Regions from separate parts of the Sus scrofa genome. Here region 2 is linked to region 1. The links are chromatin contacts, called in public HiChIP or PLAC-seq maps. All regions are on one chromosome and are shown on one strand. The core of a region is the stretch at or near the end of the contact, and the rest is flanking DNA. Distances in the headings are between cores, read along the strand shown. Region 1 holds the start of AKR1A1 (aldo-keto reductase family 1 member A1). Region 2 overlaps TESK2 (dual specificity testis-specific protein kinase 2).

Evidence for each region. HiChIP or PLAC-seq counts read pairs in DNA pulled down with a chosen protein or histone mark.
Region 2: an H3K27ac HiChIP or PLAC-seq map of alveolar macrophages shows a contact between it and region 1. The contact joins the enhancer-like site here to the promoter of AKR1A1 in region 1. A contact is called at or near these places in 1 of 5 promoter capture datasets (fetal skeletal muscle), 18 of 47 Hi-C or Micro-C datasets (alveolar macrophages, blood, embryonic fibroblasts and 12 more) and 1 of 2 datasets of contacts at active chromatin or transcription factors (alveolar macrophages).

Annotation. Positions count from the first base shown.
Region 1 is chr6:165,823,096-165,827,721 of Sscrofa11.1, forward strand. AKR1A1 (aldo-keto reductase family 1 member A1) reads right to left here and starts at 1,593. Exons shown (of 9, transcript NM_213890.1): 1 at 1,524-1,593.
Region 2 is chr6:165,979,423-165,983,563 of Sscrofa11.1, forward strand. All of the region lies in intron 5 of TESK2 (dual specificity testis-specific protein kinase 2), which reads left to right. Among named protein-coding and RNA genes, the nearest start is that of MUTYH, 21 kb to the right of the region's middle. Within about 2 kb of position 1,974, at least 20 of the 83 cell types and tissues checked have an H3K27ac peak or open chromatin away from gene starts, as enhancers often do. A contact at or near this core is called in alveolar macrophages, liver, retroperitoneal adipose tissue and 2 more, where this site is marked.

The DNA.
Region 1 (4,626 bases), core at 343-2,842:
GCAGGTTAAGAATCCAGTGTTGTCACTGCAGTGGCTTGGGTCACGGCTGTGGCGCAGGTTTGATCCCTGGTCTGGGAACTTCCACACGCCATGAGCTCGGCCCAAACAAACAAAACACGTATCTTAAATCTTTATCCAGCCCATGCATATCCACCTGCAGGGCCCCTGCTCCAGCTGGAACTCTCCCGTCCTGGGATCTCTCTGCTTCCAGTGTGGCCCCTCTCACCACAAAGCAGTCACCAAATCTAGCCATGCAACTCCCAGGCTCTCTTGCGGTGGTCCTCTCCTACCCTCGGGATAAAGTCCAAGCTCCTCAGCAGTACCCTTCGTCCTCTGGCACACACTTGCTCATTTCTCCACCTCTTCATTTCAGACTGCATATCCTCGTCTTTGCAGAACCAGCCACCACTTACTTGACTCCAAGCCGCTGCACCCCTTCCTTCCCCAAGTTCCTACCCTGGCCCGGCTGACGGCTGCTCACCTTCAGCTACCACTTCTGGCTCCTCCCATACACAGAAAGCTTGTGCACACTGCTGCTGCATCCGTTTGTTCGTTTCAGTTTCCCCCACAAATCTGTGCACTCCTCGAGGCCAGGGCTTGTCATTTGCCTAAAGCCCTCACTCCTGGAGTGCCTGCACACCCCTCTGCCAGCCCCCACACAGAGGCTAATGAAGGAGGTCTCCACGGCTGGAGGGGCTTTTGACAAAGTCACTGCCTCCAGCGCCTTCTTCTTTGACTTCTTTGATAACCTGGAAAGAATCATCTCTGGAAAATATCAAAGCACTTTACAATCTTCAGGAAAAAAAAATTCCCAGTGGCTCTGGAAAGAGATTGTTCTTGTATCACAGATACGAAAACTGAGCACTTGGATAAAGAACCAGGACTGGGGAAAAAACTGTAACTGCAATGTATACATCTAAGGATAACCTGACCCCCTTGCTGTACAGTGGGAAAAAAAAAAAAAAAAAAAAAAAGAACCAGGACTGATCAAGGCCTTCGAGACTCTTCCAAGAGAGGTCCTGCAGCCCTGAAGGTAAGAGTTAATTAATAATAGCCCCATCTGGTGAAGGTTCAGATTCCACCTCACTTTCACAGAGCACGGGGGCAACAGAAAAACATGCCCTGGCTTTCCCAAACCTAAGGCAGGTGCCTAAGCCAGCAAACTCCCCTCCTGCCACTTCTGAAAAGCATCTCAGCAATTCCGTATCAAAGCCAGAGTTCCTGGAAAAACCGTGTTCGTGGGCAGACAAAAGGAAGATGGCAACTAACACAGTATGTGCCAGGAGCTTTAAGCCACTACTGCGACAGTTCCGAGGTAGGAACTGACTTTAGCACTGATAAAACTGAGGTGTAGACAAACTATGAGCGCATCCAAGATCGTTCAGCAAATAAGAGGATCTTAAAGCACATCCGGCCGCCCCCGGAGCATATACTTCGCTCGAGCCCGGGGCGGACACTTCTGTCCTGAAGGGTCGAGGCCATCTCCAAGGCGACAAAAATGGGGCAGCAGAGGAGAAACTCACCTCGGCTCGAGCAGAGAGTAACTTCTCCTGGTTTCTCAGGTCAGTCGTGTGCCCTGCTAGTGACTCAACAGGCCTCGGTTCCCGAGATGGGTGGGCAGCAGGAAACCCCAGCTTGCGCCTGGAGGCGGGGACTTCACTTAAGTCTGGCGGCGAAGCGGAAGCTCCTCCCCTGCCGGAGGAGGAGCTGAGGCCGGGGTTCAGCATCCCGCGCCGAGGGGGACCCCCGCCCGAGCCTCCAGAAAGGCGTGGCGGCGTGGAAGCCCGAGAGGGGCGTCTGCACCACCCCTTCCGCAGGATGCTGGTGGGTGGATCGGCTGGAGCGCTGACACCCTCCGCCACGTGGGTTTAGAGAGCTCGGCCGACGAGCAGAGCTCGCTGCGCGGCACTGGTGGGAGGCTCCGGGGGCCGAGTCAGGCCCCGCCACGGTGCCCCCAGCACCGCCCCGGGCAGCGGCCGCTCCTTCCTCGTCTGGAGGGGGCGGGTTCTGGGCCCTACGTGGCGGCTCGTTCCTCCGGCTTTGCAGTCCCAGCTCTTGCTCGGTTCCTCCATTAGTTTCCGAAGAGTCGGATTGGCCAAGGTCCCGGAACACCCCTAAATGTGTCCCATTGTTTGGTTGCACCAACTGAAGCCGAGAGTAGCCTCAGCACAAAGGTTGACTGTTTGGGAAGATCTGGAATCTACGGGCTTCAAGAGATTAAAGTTCTTGGTCCCTGTATCCGGACCACGGCCCCTGGCAGCGCATTTATTGTGTGTGTGTGCGTGTGTGTGTGCGCTTTATAAACATGAGTCTTCAGTGTTCCCAACAACCCTGGAAGGGGGGACGATGCCCTTTTTAATTTTATTTATTGTAATCCTTTTTTACTGAAGTATAGCATACATACAGAAAAATGTACAGAGTTTTTGGGGGGTGGTTTTTGTTTTGTTTTGTTTTGTTTTTCCCTTGGCCGTGGTAGGCATAAGAAGTTCGCAGGCCAGGGACAAGCCGCAGTTGCAACCTATGCAGCTGTGGCAACTTGGGATCCTTTAACCCACTGGGGAGGGTGGGTGGAACCTGCATCCTGGTGCAGCAGAGACACTGCTATATCCCCTTGAGCCACGGCAGGAACTCCAAAAGCACAAGTCCCTTTTATTTTTTCATTTTTTGCTTTTTAGGGCCACACCTGTAGCATATGGAAGTTCCCAGGCTAGGGGTTGAATCAGAGCTACACCCGCCGGCCTAAGCCACAGCAAGTCCAGATCTAAGCTACATCAGCGACCTACACTGCAGCTCAGGCTCCTTAACCCACTGAGCCAGGGCCAGGGATCAAACCTTCATCCTCATGGATATTAGAAGGGTTAGTTTCCCCTGAGCCACAAGAACTCCCAAAGGTACAAATCTTAAGCATACAACTGTGATTCCAAGTAACCACCAGCCAGATGAAGATACAGATGTTAGCATCACACTTGAAGCCGCCTGTGAGAAGGTATTTATGTTATATTTTGCAAATTATACAGATTCAGCAAGGTTTACCTTGCTCACTCACATAGCTATTAAGTTACAGTTCGGAGATTTGAAATAGCCTTTACTGTTTGGGGTGAGAGGTATCTTGAATTTATGTTTTCCTTGGTGAAAGTGGGCAAGAAGATTTGTCCTGGTGTAGCTCTGCCTTTCTTTCCCCTCCTTTGTACTCCCCCAGTGCCACTCTGCCCCATGATTTTTTACTCCCTGGATTATTCCCCCACTCTCCTACCAATAGGTCCGGTGTCCTGGCGGACTGAGGGTCCAACATTTCACTCCGTCTGTCCTCACAAAGAAACTCAGATTCCAGCTTAGGTGATCAGAATTTAGAATAAGCAGATACCACTTAACAGTTCCGAGAGGAAGAGAGCTGTCCCCAGAAAAACGAAACTGGGTTTGCCTCTTTTTTTTTTTTTTTTTTTTTGTCTTTTGTCTTTTTGTCTTTTGTTGTTGTTGTTGTTGCTATCTCTTGGGCCGCTTCCGCGGCATATGGAGGTTCCCAGGCTAGGGGTTGAATCGGAGCTGTAGCCACCGGCCTACGCCAGAGCCACAGCAACTCGGGATCCGAGCCGCGTCTGCAACCTACACCACAGCTCACGGCAACGCCGGATCATTAACCCACTGAGCAAGGGCAGGGACCGAACCCGCGACCTCATGGTTCCTAGTCGGATTCGTTAACCACTGCGCCACGATGGGAACTCCATGGGTTTGCCTCTTGGTGAATGACATGCCAAAGAGCCAAGCCAGAGAAGGAAGCATTTATTATTTGCACCAAGTAAGGAAAACAGTGGGGATCTTTCCCAAAGCAGTGTCTCCCCAACAGCAAAACTGGGGAAGTTTTAAACTAAGATCATATGCATATTTGTGAAGAGGCTTCAATGGTCCAGAGAGTCCAAGCTTTAGTTGATTGAAGTCACAAGGGTCAGGAGTTCCCATCGTGGCTCAGTGGTTAATGAATCCGATTAGGAACCATGAGGTTGCGGGTTCAATCCCTGCCCTCTCTCAGTGAGTTAAGGATCCGGCATTGCCATGAGCTGTGGTGTAGGTTGCAGACACAGCTTGGATCCCGAGTTGCTGTGGCTCTGGTGTAGACTGGCAGCTGTAGCTCCGATTCAACCCCTAGCCTGGGAACCTCCTTATGCCGAGGGAGCGGCCCAAGAAATGGCAAAAAGACAAAAAGACAAAAAAAAAAAAAAAATGAAGTCACAAGGGTCAGCAAAGGTCAACATCTTCATCCCTTAGGTTCTGATTGATCTCTTGGTTGAGTGCTTCAGGCTAAATTTTTTTTTTTTTAATTGAACTGGGAGTCTTCTTTACAACAGACGTGTTATCTTTGCTTTTGTTACTCCTCTTGCTTGATAACAATTTATTCTTGTATTCCTTTGTTTCTTTAAGGTCACTAATTACTTAATTACTGGGACCTGTTCAAAGACAAGCACTGTAGCCAGGCTTAGATCACAAAATGGTTTAGGCTAAAAATTCTTCTGCCCTCTACCCACTCTAATGGACTCTCTCTTTTTTTTTTTAACCTTTTTTTTCTTTCTGTTTTTTGTTTGTTTTTTTCGGCCACACCTGCAGCATATGGAAATTTCTGGGCCAGGAATT
Region 2 (4,141 bases), core at 724-3,223, 160 kb after region 1:
GCAGAAAGAAAGGAAGGAAGAAAAGGGAGGGAGGGAGGAGAGAGGAAGGAAGGAAGGAAGCAAGGAAGGAAGGAAGGAAGGAAGGAAGGAAGGAAGGAAAGAGCAAGCAAGCAAGCAAGCCAATGGGATGACCCGGGGAGGGATGATAATAATAAGATGCTGAGAGTGGGCAGAGTGAGTTGTGAACTGTGAGCTAAACACTGTGCTCACATACTTTGTACACCTTCCATCTTTTAATTATTCCATGCCTTTGATTAAACACCAAATCATGTTGGTTCTACCTCTGCGATGTCGCCAGATACCAACCTCCTCTCCATTCTTGCTGCCTTCGTTACTTCTCACCTGATAATTCTAGAACCCTCCTAACTGTTCTCCCAGCCTCAATTCTTAGCCTTTCCATGTGGTTTGTACATAACCGTTAGAATGATATTTCTGTGTAGCATATCTGATCATGTTATTGTCCTGAGTGGAAAAAATTGATTATGTGACACCTCGACTAGACTGTGAACTAAGGGCAGGGACTTGCCCCACGTAGCTTTGTGTTTTCACATGGGAGGTTTTCAGTGTTTGGGTAGGTAAATGGATAGGTAGATGAATCTTCTTCAGGACAACCCTGCTAATTAGGTGGCAGCAAATGATCTCGTTAGTTGTGTGGCAGCACATTTATCTGCCTTAGATAAGTGCGCCAGCCCTAGGCTAATTAGACTGTTTTTCAAAAAGGAATAATAATTCTTACAGTTGGTATTTCTTTCTTAATCTCTCTGCATATGCCTTTGACCCACTGTTCATAGATAAGTTTGTTTGGTTACAGGTGTCAGTCCATTGATAATTCAAAGTTGTTTTGTTTTTTTTTTAAAGTAACCATTTTGTCTTGTTCTTCTGACTAGTTTTGATTGGGTCAAGTTATGATTAGAAAGAAAAGAATAGAATCAGTGAGACTTGAGAGCAGGAGCCCTGGGTGTAGTGACTGTTACCTCAGTACTGCCTTGTGCTGCTCCAGAATATCCTCTCTTTCTTTTTTCTTTTTTTTTTTTTTTTTTTTTTTTTTTGCTTTTTAGGGCCGCACTTGTGGCATCTGGAGGTTCCCAGGCTAGGGGTCTAATCGGAGCTGTCGCTGCCGGCCTACACCACAGCCACAGCAATGCCAGATCCGAGCCATGTCTGAGACCTACACCACAGCTCACAGTAATGCTGGATCTTTAACCCACTGAGCGAGGCCAGGGATCGAACCCGCCTCCTCATGGATACTAGTTGGGTTCGTTAACCACTGAGCCACGATGGGAACTCTGTAATTTCTTGCATAATATTTGGTCCCCAAGACGCATTTGTTTATTGAGCCTTCTAGGAAAAGGGTCTTTATTGAAATGAAGTATCAAACACAAATGAAATGGCAGAAACTCTGACATTTTATTAGAGCACGAGGAGGAAAGACAGGTTTTGGCACAGGTAAAGCTGAGGACCAGTCAGTCACTGAGAGGGATTAAAGTACCTATAACACATTCGATTGGCTCATATTGTATTGTAGTTTTCTGAACTTGAAAGGTGACTATGTTTTTTGGTGGAATTTTTTTTTTTTTTTTTTTTGGCCACACCCAAGGCATGTGGAAGTTCCCGGGCCAGGGATTGAACCTGCATTGCAGCTGCAGCCTGTGCCACAGCTGCAGGGGCAACACTGGATCCTTGTGCCAAAAGGGAACTTCCAGAACTTGAAAGTTTAAAAGAGCAGGAGTAAAAATTATAAAAACCTAGTAGGTATTTAAATGTGTTGCCAATGCCTTAGGTTGTTTTTGGGCTCCCAGGGGAGCGGTGTGGAAGAAAATGAAAGCAAAGCAGCTGTTATCCGCAACCCAGAAAGCTGAAAGTGTTCGAACAGTTGCTCTTGCCTCTGCCTCCCACAGAGGGATTTGTTCAGAGGACACACCAGCTGAGTCTGCATGGGGATTTGCTTATGGGGAAGTGGACATTTCGACTAATGGGCACACAGCGTGTGTAGCAACTTAGAAATCTTCCTTGTTGGCAGATCTCAAACTTCCTTTCCTCATACATGCAAAAAGGTCTTGAGACACTGAGAAGTTGTGGTTTCTGAAGGCCCAGAGGGTTATCAGCCCCACCGAAGAATTGTTCACAGAAGGCAGGCCGGAGAAATGGGTTGTCACGACAAACTCCACTTGGTTTCCCTCTGCGGTCCTGGTTTGTACATTTTTCATCTTGGGTGGAAAAGTCAGGCTCACCAGCCTGTGTGGTTCCTCCCCATGTCTCACCTTGGTCCTCTGCCCTCCACCCTGTGGCTTGGTCTGCGGATGTCTCAGGCCTTCAGAGCCATGGCTGGACGGGGTAAACGTGTGTCTCTGAACCAGAATCGGGAGTCCTGGCTTAGCCCGCAGAGAGTGCACAGACAGGCCTTTCAGCAGGCTCTTCTGCCTGGCCCTCATTTGGGAAACCTGCATGGTTCCTGAAGTCAGGCCTTCTGTGTCACACGGTCACCATGCCGGAGAAGTGAACCGCTGCCTCTTCATGTCTTCTTCACTCTCAGAGCTAAAGAAATTTGTCCGTGTGATCACCTGTCAGCTTCATGGCCCCCATGTAGCTTGGAATTTACAAGCTCAGCTGCTCTTTAGCAAACGAGCACCTTAGATGCGAACCATGAACAGACCCAACTCGAGTAAGGAGAGGAAGGCACAGTGCAAATGCCGTCATTACGCCTCGTTTGGAGATTTCCAAAGATGGATTCTTGAGCAAGATGAAGCAGATCAACAGGTTTCCCTTTTGAGAAGTTTGGTGTATTTTTAGCCTTTCTCTCTGCCCTGCCAGACCTGATTGGCTTCATCCAAGCATCTGAAGTGCTGCGTTGTGCTGCCCCCAATTGGTGCTTTTTGGTATTTATGTTGCCACATCAGAACATCTCAGATTATGTGGAATTTACATTTTTTCTTAGCACTTTCATATATTTCTGTTCATTCAGTTCCCATGAGAACACTGTGAGTCATATGGATGGAGGATTGTCATACCTACTCTGCAGGTGGGAAAACTGAAGGGCGGCCTTATTAATTGATTCGTGCAAAGTTTTAAAAGGCTGCTAAGAGGCAAAATTGAACTAAAATTCAGATTTCTTGTCTTCTATCCAATTAGGTTCCCTAGTCTTTTGTAAAATTATTATCATACCTTTAAAAAAAGGTATGAAGTGCTTAATTTTAGGCTTAGAGGAATTTCCCCCTTTTTCTTCCTTGGAAGGAGGAGGGATATAAGACGTCATGTAAGGTTTGAATAAATTCATGATTTACTTGGCAAAAAAGTTGAACTCCTGTTCTGCATGAGGTTCTCTGACTCCAGATGCCACAACCTCTAACTCTCCAGGACAATGCAGGAGTAGAGCGTCAGCCCTGGAGCCAGACTGGGTTTGAGCCCTGGCTCTGCTGCTTAATAACTGGGTAACTTTGAGCAAGTTGTTTAAGCTCGAAGTGCCTTTTGTAAAATGAGACTAATTGCACACTTACCTTAGGGTTATGTGAAGATTAAATGATGCAGTTATTGGGACATTCTCACGAGTAGTGCCTGGCACAAAGTAAGCACCAAATAAATACTAGCTATTGCCGCCGCCGCTGTTATTATTATTTATTACTACTACTATTATTATTATTTTTAATCCTCACATATGCTTGAGCCTGCTGGAAGTCAAATTACTTTTTTATCTTTTTAGGGCCGCACCCGAGGCCTATGGAGGTTCCCAGGCTAGGGGTTGAATCAGAGCTACAGCTGCCAGCCTACACCACAGCCACAGCAACATGGTATCCGAGCCGCGTCTGCAACCTACACCACAGCTCATGGCAACGCCGGATCCTTAACCCACTGAGCAAGGCCATGGATTGAACCCACAACCTCATGGTTCCTAGTTGGATTTGTTAACCACTGCGCCACGCCACGACGGGAACTCCTAACATCACCTCATCTAAAAGCTCGCTCCTCTCCCTATGCTCTGGACCCTTAATAATAGCGCCCAGGGACCAAGAGCCTACAGTCAGCCTAGGTCAGCTTTGCACTGCCCTCCTTCCCCCTCCAGGCAGTCATCAAATGATGAGATTTTTTGGATTCTGCCCTCTAAATCTTGAATCTTGCTGTGTTCCAGTGTCTCCATGATTGCTCT